Linked DNA regions of Gossypium arboreum: region 1 is linked to region 2. A link is a contact called in public Hi-C data. All regions are on one chromosome and are shown on one strand. The core of a region is the stretch at or near the end of the contact, and the rest is flanking DNA. Distances in the headings are between cores, read along the strand shown. Region 1 holds the start of LOC108464929 (ras-related protein Rab11A). Region 2 holds the start of LOC108470739 (40S ribosomal protein S6-like).

Region 1 (5,478 bases), core at 2,230-4,729, 230 kb before region 2:
GTTATTTAATAGGATTAGGTTTTATTAGTAATTTTTATTTTCACATAATAAAACAAGAGGTTAAAATCATAAATAAAAATGAACAAGTTGCGAAGTACAAAGTACAAAGTGTGGCAATAGATATATACATGTCTACGATTGGATCTAGAGAGAGCTTGGTACTTAAGCAGACAAATTGACTCACCTCCTCTTTTCTAGAATCCTATTTGGTGTATAGTATCTATTCACTTTTAAGAATGAGGACATTGTTCATCTTAAGCAGGGGGATCAAAAAATTGAAATTATTTCCACTCAGAATAAATTTTTCTTTCAGTTATGATTAGGTTATATTTTGTTCAAAAATTTGAAATTTTGTTAAATATGCTAAACTTCAATATAAATAAAGTTTGATTATTTCAATAATTGTTATGTTAACTGAAATATGACATGAATGTATTTTTAATAAAGCATGCAAATCATACCATAAAATTTTTAGTTCCTTAGGAAAGTTAAGCATGCATGAAAGTTTAAGTCTCTAAAATTGACTTAGTAGTTTCTTGAGGCGAAATCCTAGGAAGCATGGAATGTTGAAAATGATTTAGGCAACTTTTGTTTGGACCATTTGAGCCTTTCAAGCCTACCTTGATGAATTTTTATCCTTTGAAACCCAACTTTGAGACTATATAGCCTAATTTTATTTGAACCTTTGCAATATTTAGCCATCACTTTTCTCTCAATTATCTTTAAATTGTCCCAAACACTAGACTCGGTACTATTCATAATATTCTTTGAAACAAGTTTGGGGGAGTTGAAAAGAAGTATCAAATGCTCAAAAAATTGTAATACATACAGCAAAATACTCGTGAAATTAAAAAAAAAAGAAAAAAAAGAGAGCATATGTACTCGAAAGAAATAGATGTATAAAAGAGCATGTGAAAGCGAAATAAGTTGGTGTGTTGAAGGTAATTATTTCAAAGGTCCGATTCAAGCTGAGTCTAGAGTTTTTAGCCTAAATTTATCTATCTTTTACCTACCCCTAGCTTAGCCATGTTACAACCTATTTAAAAGAACTATTGATTCAAGTTTCTATGCTACCTACATTAGTGGAGAGAAATTGTTATGTTCAATATATGAAGGCATAAATTAAACTTAATGATTGCAGCACGAAAATATACACATTTTTCAAAGGTGTTTTCTGATAAATTCTTTTCAAATTTGTGCATTACTCAGGACGAGCAATGAATTAAGTTTGGGGGTGTGGAAACACAAAAATATACACATTTTTTCATGCCCTTTTTAACTCAAATTCATGCAATTTCGATAAAATTCTTGTAGAAAAATATATAATTATTATAAAATAATTAAATTACACTCAAAATATGAACATGTTTAATTTTAATTAATTTTATATCAAATTTTGATTAATTTTAATTCTTTTCGACAGATTCGGGCAAAGGGCGAAAAATAGCTCAACGGACACTGTTAGAAGCGCAAAACTGAGAAGCAATTTTGAAGCATCAAGGTTACTTAATTTTTCAACCTAAGACGGTCCAAATTATGTGTATTAATTCATAATATAATTAATTTTCATTTTAATCCAATTTAATTTGGATTAAATAAATTATTATTAATTAATTATGAAAAGGGACCCAGTTGATTTGAACGGAGAAAATCGATCTAACCGAACATTGGGAAGCCCAAAACCGTCCACATGCTGACCCAATCAGCTTGCTTGGCTGATTATTTGGCTTGCAAAATGGCCCTTAAAGACTCCTCTAAATTGCATTCAAACCCCTCCACTATTTATGCCTTTCTAGATTTGCCTCTACCTTAAAATAACATATTTGAAATCTTCAAACATGCCACATGTGTGGCCGGCCATGGGGGGAGTCTTTGGCTGCTTATTTTGGCTATTTTTAGCAGCCTTTTCAACCTATAGATACCCCCTTGGCTGCTCACTTCAAACACATCTCAACCCTTCTCATCTCTTCACTTCTCTCTCATTTTTCTCTCTTAATTCCCTTCCATTGTTCTTCATTTTCTTCCCCTGTTTCCTTTCTGATTTCACCTCTTGAAAAAGAGTCAATCAACCACCATTTCAAGCAGTATTCAAGTGTTTGTAGAAGCCCCGGTTCGACAAGAACAAGCAGAGAAGGAGGAGTAGAGCAAACTAGTCAAGCTAATGAGAAAATACCAGATTTGATTCTTGTTCCCTGTCCTTTTAATTTTTTTGTTGTTATGATAAACATGTCTATGAATATTTGTCATGTTGAATAGTTTATTTATTTGATATGGCTTGAATTTAATTTGTGTTAGGTTGATTGCATTTCATCTACTTGAGTTATTAAAATTGTGTTTGTGTGGTTATGGGCCTTGGTAAGATGTTTGATTAAGTAAAACCATGACCAAGTTATTCTTTCATTACAATTGTAAGGTAACTAATGAATTAGTTATTTAAACTGATTGAAATTGTAATTAATTGACGCAATACTTAATTAGTGCATGATTAATCATCTAAGGTAACTAACGACGATGAAAACAAATTTTTAATAGATAATTTTTTATTAATATAGACATATATCTAATGATTTTTAAATCATTTGATTTTATAATTAGACAATTATTTTTTGAAAATGTGTTGTAAATTTTATTTAAAATATTGTGAAGTAATTTTTAAAAAATTATAAACCTAATATAATATTATCTAAAAATTACGTATATGAAATATTAAGTGAAAATGTATTTCAATAAGTGAAAAACATTTTAAATTTTTTTTCACACGTTTATAGCACCATATGTTTTGAAATGTTTATATAAACAATCAAATAGGTTTATCACACAAGTATGCAAATTAATATATTATATAAAAAGTATAACTATAATTTAATAAATTCATTATTTTTACTCATGTATTTAAAAATTAATTAAAAGTAAGCTTAACATTTACTTGTTTTTAAAAATTATTTACCTTTATCTCTCAGTTAAATTTATATGAAAATGTAATAAAACTTTAATTTCAAATATGAAATAATTTTGTCAATTTTTATATATGACTATTGAACTCCTAGATTGCTTTTATGAAAAAGATATTTATTTTTCGATTTCTTTAAATCTATAATTTACTTATTAATTTTATATTTTAACATATATGTATAAGTTTAATATTTATTAATTTTAATACTATTTTAAAAATATTTTAATAACATATGCGATTTTAATATATTATTTGTCAATTACTTATAAAGGTTTAATTTATATTATTTGTAAATTCATTATATTTAAAAGTATTAATTTAAATTAATTTAAAATTTTAAATTATAAAATACAATAATGGTATAAAAAGTTTAATGTATTTTTTATTTTACAAGTTATCAAAAAATCGTCATGTGTCTTTTTTTAAATGTTTATTTTTTAAATATTTTAATATATCTTATAATATAATTGTGAACTTACATAATCTAAAAACTTCACCTTAAATGTATGAAATTACAAAAAGGGTTTATATTTGGTTGGTTGAAAGCAAACGGATTAATGTCTGCTACTCACTGGATTATCATCTCATATGTAGTCTAAATCCTGATCCACCGAATCCCTCCTCTCCTTCCTAATGAACAAATTGTCTTTCTCATCAATTATTTAGATTTTAGACTTTCACTTTGCCTTTCACAAGACAATAATCTAAAACTCAACGTTACCAACTGTGTCCTTCGGCTCTTAGCTATATTTCAGGCCGAAACAAAACAAAACAAAACCAAATCAAGTGAAATAAACAAGACTTAGAAGTAGAATTAGAAGGGAAAATGGCTAGTGGAGGAGGGTATGGGGACCCAAGCCAGAAGATTGACTACGTTTTCAAAGTAGTCTTGATTGGTGACTCTGCCGTCGGTAAGTCTCAGATTCTTGCTCGGTTTTCCAGAAATGAGTTTAGTTTAGATTCCAAGGCCACCATTGGAGTTGAGTTTCAGACTAGAACTCTTGTTATTGAACACAAGAGTGTCAAGGCTCAGATCTGGGACACTGCTGGTCAAGAACGGTACTTTTTTTCTTACTACTACTACTACTACTACTACTACTACTACTAAGCTTTTTAACTTTTCATGAAGATTTGTTTATTTCTCCTTTTTGCTGAAAGCTTTTTGGGTTTTTCATTCTATAGGGATCGTCTTCTTTTCTCTTGTTCTTTCATAGATCTGTAGTTTGTGGACAGAATTATAAGCTTTCAAAGAAAAGCTGTTTGAAAATGTAAAAGGATTTCAGAATCCTGGTACTGAGCGCTTGTTTGCTAGATTTACTGTTCACCGACAAGACATGGTTTAGTTAGTTACCATGATTGTGTTAGTTCGGAGGTGAAAATGTTTTCAATTTCGATCAGGATTGGATTGGATGTTTGATAGATAAATGATATAGTTACTGTTGATATTTATTTTTAACTTATGATGATGATCTGGATAAAAAAATTTACATGGTGCTTAGTTGGATCTTAGTGCTCGATTTGATTGTGTCACTTGGAACAGTTTGGTAAAAAGCATCATAGTCTAGTAGATCCTCGATCTCATCGCATTTCTTACAAATCTTGGCGTAGAAGTTCAAATTTTAGCAATGGATAATGCAGATTTGGATATTTGCAGTTATCCAACTTGCTTTTTTGCTGTAAATTTGAATAATATTCAGATTCATACATTCTAATTAATATTCAGATATTAATTTTTGATATCCATAGTTTGAGTCGGCTTCATTTTTGCGGATAATATCCAAATCCATTATCCATTTCTTTGAAAAATATTTTTATACTTACTAAATGCAGATATTTAGTGGATTCAGAAATATGATGGATGATTTAATTAATTGGGATTAAGATTTGGAAACTAATGCTTGGATTTAATGCGTATAATAAACAGATTAGGATTCAAATTTTACAGAAACTGTAGATATCTAATGTTCCATGTTAAGCATGCTATTTTGGTAAGCAGGGCAATGATTTCATCATTCAACTTTAATTTGAGCCATTTTGGTTGCAATCCCTTCGTGTTAAATAAGTGGTCAATCAACTGCCTGGATTTGTTTAGCTTTTAATCATTCAACCGGTAGGTATTGAATCAAGACTTTTGAGACGTAATGTTTAATAAGTTATATCTGGTTTTGGTACAGGTTACCCCATTGGTTCCATCTAGGGCACTTATTATTTGGTTATGGGGATTCTTTTTCGTTATAATGGTCCAGCCTGCATATAAGAATCTAGCCATCAACTAATACTTTTTACCTAATTCTCTTGCTTCTCTTATGTTGAACAGATACAGAGCTGTTACGAGTGCATACTATAGGGGTGCTGTCGGAGCAATGCTGGTGTATGACATAACAAAACGTCAGACCTTTGATCACATTCCTCGTTGGCTGGAAGAGTTGCGTGGCCATGCCGACAAGAACATTGTTATTATCCTGCTCGGGAACAAAAGTGACCTTGAAAACCAGCGAGAAGTTCCAACCGAGGATGCCAAAGAA
Region 2 (5,407 bases), core at 2,453-4,952:
AATTGGCGTATCCTGGCGGGGTCATACTAGAGGGATTTTCGTCAAGAGAGATGGTGATCGGATTTAAATGTCCCGCGCGGTTGAGGTCATTGATTCAAGTTGGGTTCTTTAGAACGCAAGGCTATCGGAGTCTTGAATTGTGAATACATGTATCGCGGTTAGACAATCGGTAAGGGTTGGTTTGCATGTCGTACTTGAATCAACTATGAAAGGAAGAATTGGCAATTAGAGCATTCTTAGCTGCTATAACTAGCTTATTGTTTGGAGGACAAAACTCATTTTAAAGGATCGACTCAAAAACCAGAGTTCACCGAGTCTAAGGCTAAGGCTTTATAATTTTATTTACAGAATTCAAATTCATTTTCTAATTTTATTTTATTTTCGATTTACATAATTGTTAATTTCTCTATCTCACTTATTTAATTTCTAAACATTTTCAACTCTCTTAATTTATTTTATTTATTTTGTTCACAAGAAAAGTACGAAAGTTGATCACAATAATGAATCCCTGTGGACTTGACCTTGCTTTCGTTTTACTACTATTTAGAGTTATTTTATCGTATAAATTTTTATTTGGTGGTTTCGATGCCCATCAATAATCAATAAGTGATTATTGAAAGTCCACGGAGCCCTATTTATCACTCATTCAATGTCCATTTCACAATAAAACTTGAACAAATATCCCCTTCCCCCAAATCTAATATCTGAACACCCCCTAAAGTATGCCAAAAGTTCACCATCATATTTCTCATTGCCGAAAAATGGATTACGCTTGTCGTAAGAAAACAACCAACCAAACAGAACTTGTATGCCAATCTCTGAAAGCTAGGATCAATGGGTAGTCACATCACCTCTTCTTCCTCATCATCTAATTTCAAACCCGCCATCTCATTCTCCATGACTATCACCTCACACCACTCGAACACTAGACTAAACCCAGGCAAAATAACACAACCAAACCAACTACTGAAAGCAAAACACGACAAAAAAAAAAAGGAAACAAGAAAGACAGAAATGTGCTATCAAGAGTAAACAGAAAGCGTGCTACAGAGAGCAAACCTTAAACTATGGTTTGATAGTATCTACTACTTTTTTAGACTAATATAATACATATAATGATTAGATTTTAATTTTTGCTATTTGTTTAAAAATTATTTTTAGTGCTAATAATTTTTATAATAAATAATATTTTTTAAAATATAAATTATATAACTATATAATTATAATTTATACTTCACATAGAAAATTATAATATAATTATACACTTTCAACCAAACATATCCATGGAATTACATTTCACTTTCCATTTTTTAGATTTGTAGTTTCCTTCACTTACCAATTTTAGTCAAAATACTCAAACAATTCAAAGCATCAGTTTTAGCGTTAAATCTATATTTTTAACTTACCTTTTTTCTTCCTTTCATTGTTATTTCCCTCTGGCAACATAAATGATTGAGCAAAATACTGTGGAATGATGCTGAAAGCAATCTCAAAACCGATCACCTAGTTCGGTCACTTGAGTTTTCGACCAAGTTCTATACGTTATCATTCGATTTTTTACCGGCCTGTTCATTTTCCAGTTAAATTACTATAGTTGAACCATAGAACTGATCAGTTCCCAGTTGAACCAGCCTGTTAGGTTCGGTTTCAACAAGTGAGGCCTTTGGATGTTACGATATTGAATATAAAAAAATTCATGAAATAAATAGAGGAATAGGTAAGCATCCAAAACATAATGTCATGAAAACTTAAAAGCATTGTCAAGTCAAAATCACCTCAACCTATAATGAGATTTTAGAATCAACATTCAAAACCGAAGAAAATACCAATCCTTGTATGTGGTACAATTAAGCTGCAATGGATGGCTTAGAAGCAGCAGAGAGCCTAGATCTCTTCTTGGCCAAGCTCTCACTCCTGCGCTCACGCTGTTCCTTCAACCTCTGGGCAAGGAGCTTCTGGTATTCAGCAGCATCAGCCTTGGCCTTTGCAACTCTCTTCTTCTTCTCTGCAATTCTGCCACGCTTCCTCTGCAAGGTCAACGGAGTCACCAACCTCTGAATTTTGGGAGCCTTGCTTACTTTTTTACCTGCATTCCAAAAAAGTGTTCTTTATTTTCAACTAGGGGAGCAACTACCATCATTAACTTATTTATGAAAAGTAAATCATTGACCAAAACTCATTCCCCAGGAAACTCAATGAAGCACAAACAAATATTTAGTACTCACCAGATTTGGTTGTAAAGGTTCGGCGATATGTATTAACATATTTCCGAACATCATCTTCCTTAGAGAGGTTGAACAACTTCCGGATTTTCGAAGCTCTCTTTGGACCCCTCATTCTTGGCTTCTCAGTGTCGGTCAATCCAGGAAGATCATTTTCACCCTTCTTAACAATAACCAAGTTCAGAACTGAAAGATCTTGACTAACAATGCATCCGCGAACTGACTTCCTCCTTCGCTCTCCATTTCTCCTACCATACCCACGGAAGCAGGGAGTACCTATTCAAAGAAAAACAATTGGTCAACAAATAAAAAACATTTCTATACAAACAAACAAATGCAACTAATTTGCAGTCTACAGACCTCTGTGAAGCAAAAGATGAACACGGCCTGGAGTCAGAACTCCTTGCTTCATTGGAAAACCTTGCTTGTCACAGCCTCCCATTATCTTGAACACATAGCCCTTAAACTCCTGTTAAATGATATGAGATAACAGCAAACTGCAGTTAAGATGGCCAGATTCAAAAGCATAAATTGGATAAAGAGAAACTAAAAGTAACTTGGAAACATACCTCGCCAAGGGCATCACCACTGACTTCTTGGGAGATCCTCTTGTCAAAGAAGGCTCGGCTGCAATATCAAAGTTCCAAGGTCAGAAATTTTTCTTCCTCAGGAACAAATACGCTCGCAGTACCTCGCCCCAAGACGCTAAATGTAATAAGCATACTGTTAAAACTATGGTTAAAGGGTACAACACAGTTGAATTTCCTTCGCATTGTGGTAGCTTGACAAGAACTAGTCCCAAAAGGAAACCTAACTTAAAAAATATATGGCAAGAGAAAATAATTACAAAATGTATTATGCTAGCTCATTTTTTGGGAAGTATAAACAACTTTTGCCTTCCACTTTGCTTTACAAATTCTATTATTAGCAAAAAATTCATATAAATTTCATTAACCTACTTTCTACCTTTGAATTTGCTTCTTCCACCCATATTTTGCGCATCTCTAAATACTCTAAAAATTCAATCTCACTCAATACGAAAAGAAGCATGAAAACTCAACTGGGTGTTTTCGCCTTTAAAAATATAAGACTAATATTGAAATTTAGAGCAACAAAATAAAATTAAACCAAACAATTTAAAACCAAAAAACAAAAAAAGAGAAAAGAAAATTACAGTTTCTGGTCATCGTCAATTTCCAGCTTCTTCTGGCAGCCAGTAGTCGGATTTGCAATATTGAACTGAAACAAACAAATGAAGAGAATCAACAAAAACCCAAAAGGGACAGAAATATCTTCTTTTTCCTTAATAAAAAGAAGCGGAAAGAGGGGAAAAACCTTCATTTCTGTTTGATGGGTGTTTAGAAAATAGACCCTGGGGAGAACTGCCGCCGCCGAGACTGCTGCTGCTCTCTTGCTAACTTAAGGTTTCGAGGGTTAGGGTTTTCGGGGAGGTTTAAATATAAAGGAAAATAATCTGGTGTTATTAGGGAAGTCTGTAAGTTGGTCCGAGTCAACCCAGATTCACGAACATGGATATTTTGTGGGTTCGGATTTACTTACTGCTCATTGTAAGCCCAAAGTAAAATTTGATCTATCAGACCTGTTAATCCGTGGATGTAGCAAAAAAAATTAATTTAGATTAATGGTAGTGTAATTATTAAGGTACTAATTATATTATAAAGTATGTAAAATGTAATTATATAATCATATAATTCTAAATTTTAAAAATATTAATTATTTTAAAATTATTAATAATAAAAAATTCTTTAAATAAGTAACAATTAAAATCAAATCATTTTAAATAATACATTAGTCTAATAAAATATTTAACAATACAATTATCAATAAAATTAACAAGAAAATAAATATCTCATACAATTTTATCTAATTACTCTAACATTCCATATTTATTAAAATATTCTCTCCAACATTAAAAATATACTTATTGTTGTCATCATTAGGTCATTCACCAAGTACAAATAATTAATAATAAATACTATGCAATTTTAATTAGATTTAGTATAAATAAATTATAATATATATACTACTGGTTTGTTTCTTGTTCAGGTTTATCTTGATATTATTTTTTTTTAAAATTGGAATATATATATTTTCTCAAATAGTAATAAAAATTAAAAATATATTTTCTCTTATTGTATTTATTTATAAAATCTTGAAATATAAAAATAATAATTTTTTGATAATTTTTTTACAAGATAAAATGTATAATTGCTTAAATAATTTATTTTATTTTTATTGAAATATAATTTTTAGAACAAATAAAAATAATAGTCTAATTTTGTAATTTTAATAAAGGAATTTTTAAATTTTAAAAGTCTGGAAAGAATAAGTACTTAATTTAGGAATATTGAGCACTTTAAAATAATTTAACAAAAGATGGATTGGTTTAAAAGGAATTTACCCATTCGTAAAAGTTATAAATCTTTATTTTATTGAGTTACGTTCATTTGGCATAAGATCGGTTATTCTAATTGAATGAAAGAATATTTTTTTCAAAATTATTAGTTCAATTTGATAAAAATGAATATAATGGATGTGATTAAAATAAATAATTTGTATATAGCAGTTAATTTAAGAAAATAGTCATATAATGATGATGATATGCGTCAATTAATATTTGGTTTTAATTTTATACATAAATAACTTTTTTGTTATTGATATCTTCACCTACATAATTTTAATTAATAATAAATTTAATTATCTTAAATTTATAAATAATATTATTTGAAAATTTTCAAATATTTAATAGTTTTATAAAATTAAATTTTAATCCATTAATATATGTGCTTTATCTTTGATGCCCAACTTTGGGGTATTTTGGATGCCCTTACCTTTCTTATAGAACAGGGAGTGGAAAAATTTTGATACATACAGATAATCTCGAGGGGTGGTGCAAGCAATAACAACGAACATTCCAACTATTTCTTCCTCAGCTCTGGTGAGGCGAATCCAAAAGTTACTACAAAATAAAAAATATTGGGTGGTTTGAGTTATATGTATTTAAGCAAATGGTGCTTTTGATATTGTATGACACAGTTGAGTCCTTTTAGTTTTTATTTCACCAAAAAAAATAATGTAATATTATTTTAAATTATATTCCATTTTGAAAGTAACAAAAATATGGAGGTAAATAACACAATTACCGTGTTTCATCACAATTAAGT

What was found. Hi-C and Micro-C count contacts between places; a contact is called where the count stands out from the background.
Region 1: a Hi-C map of leaf shows a contact between it and region 2, with 1.7 times the contacts expected there. The contact joins the promoter of LOC108464929 here to the promoter of LOC108470739 in region 2. A contact is called at or near these places in 2 of 5 Hi-C or Micro-C datasets (both in leaf).

What each region holds. Positions count from the first base shown.
Region 1 is chr11:55,630,980-55,636,457 of ASM2569848v2, reverse strand. It overlaps LOC108464929 (ras-related protein Rab11A), which reads left to right and starts at 3,479. Exons shown (of 2, transcript XM_017765214.2): 1 at 3,479-4,012; 2 at 5,271-5,478. The coding sequence starts at 3,780.
Region 2 is chr11:55,398,794-55,404,200 of ASM2569848v2, reverse strand. It overlaps LOC108470739 (40S ribosomal protein S6-like), which reads right to left and starts at 3,702. Exons shown (of 6, transcript XM_017772181.2): 1 at 3,558-3,702; 2 at 3,397-3,461; 3 at 2,792-2,849; 4 at 2,583-2,691; 5 at 2,226-2,498; 6 at 1,679-2,086. The coding sequence starts at 3,563. The coding sequence ends at 1,848.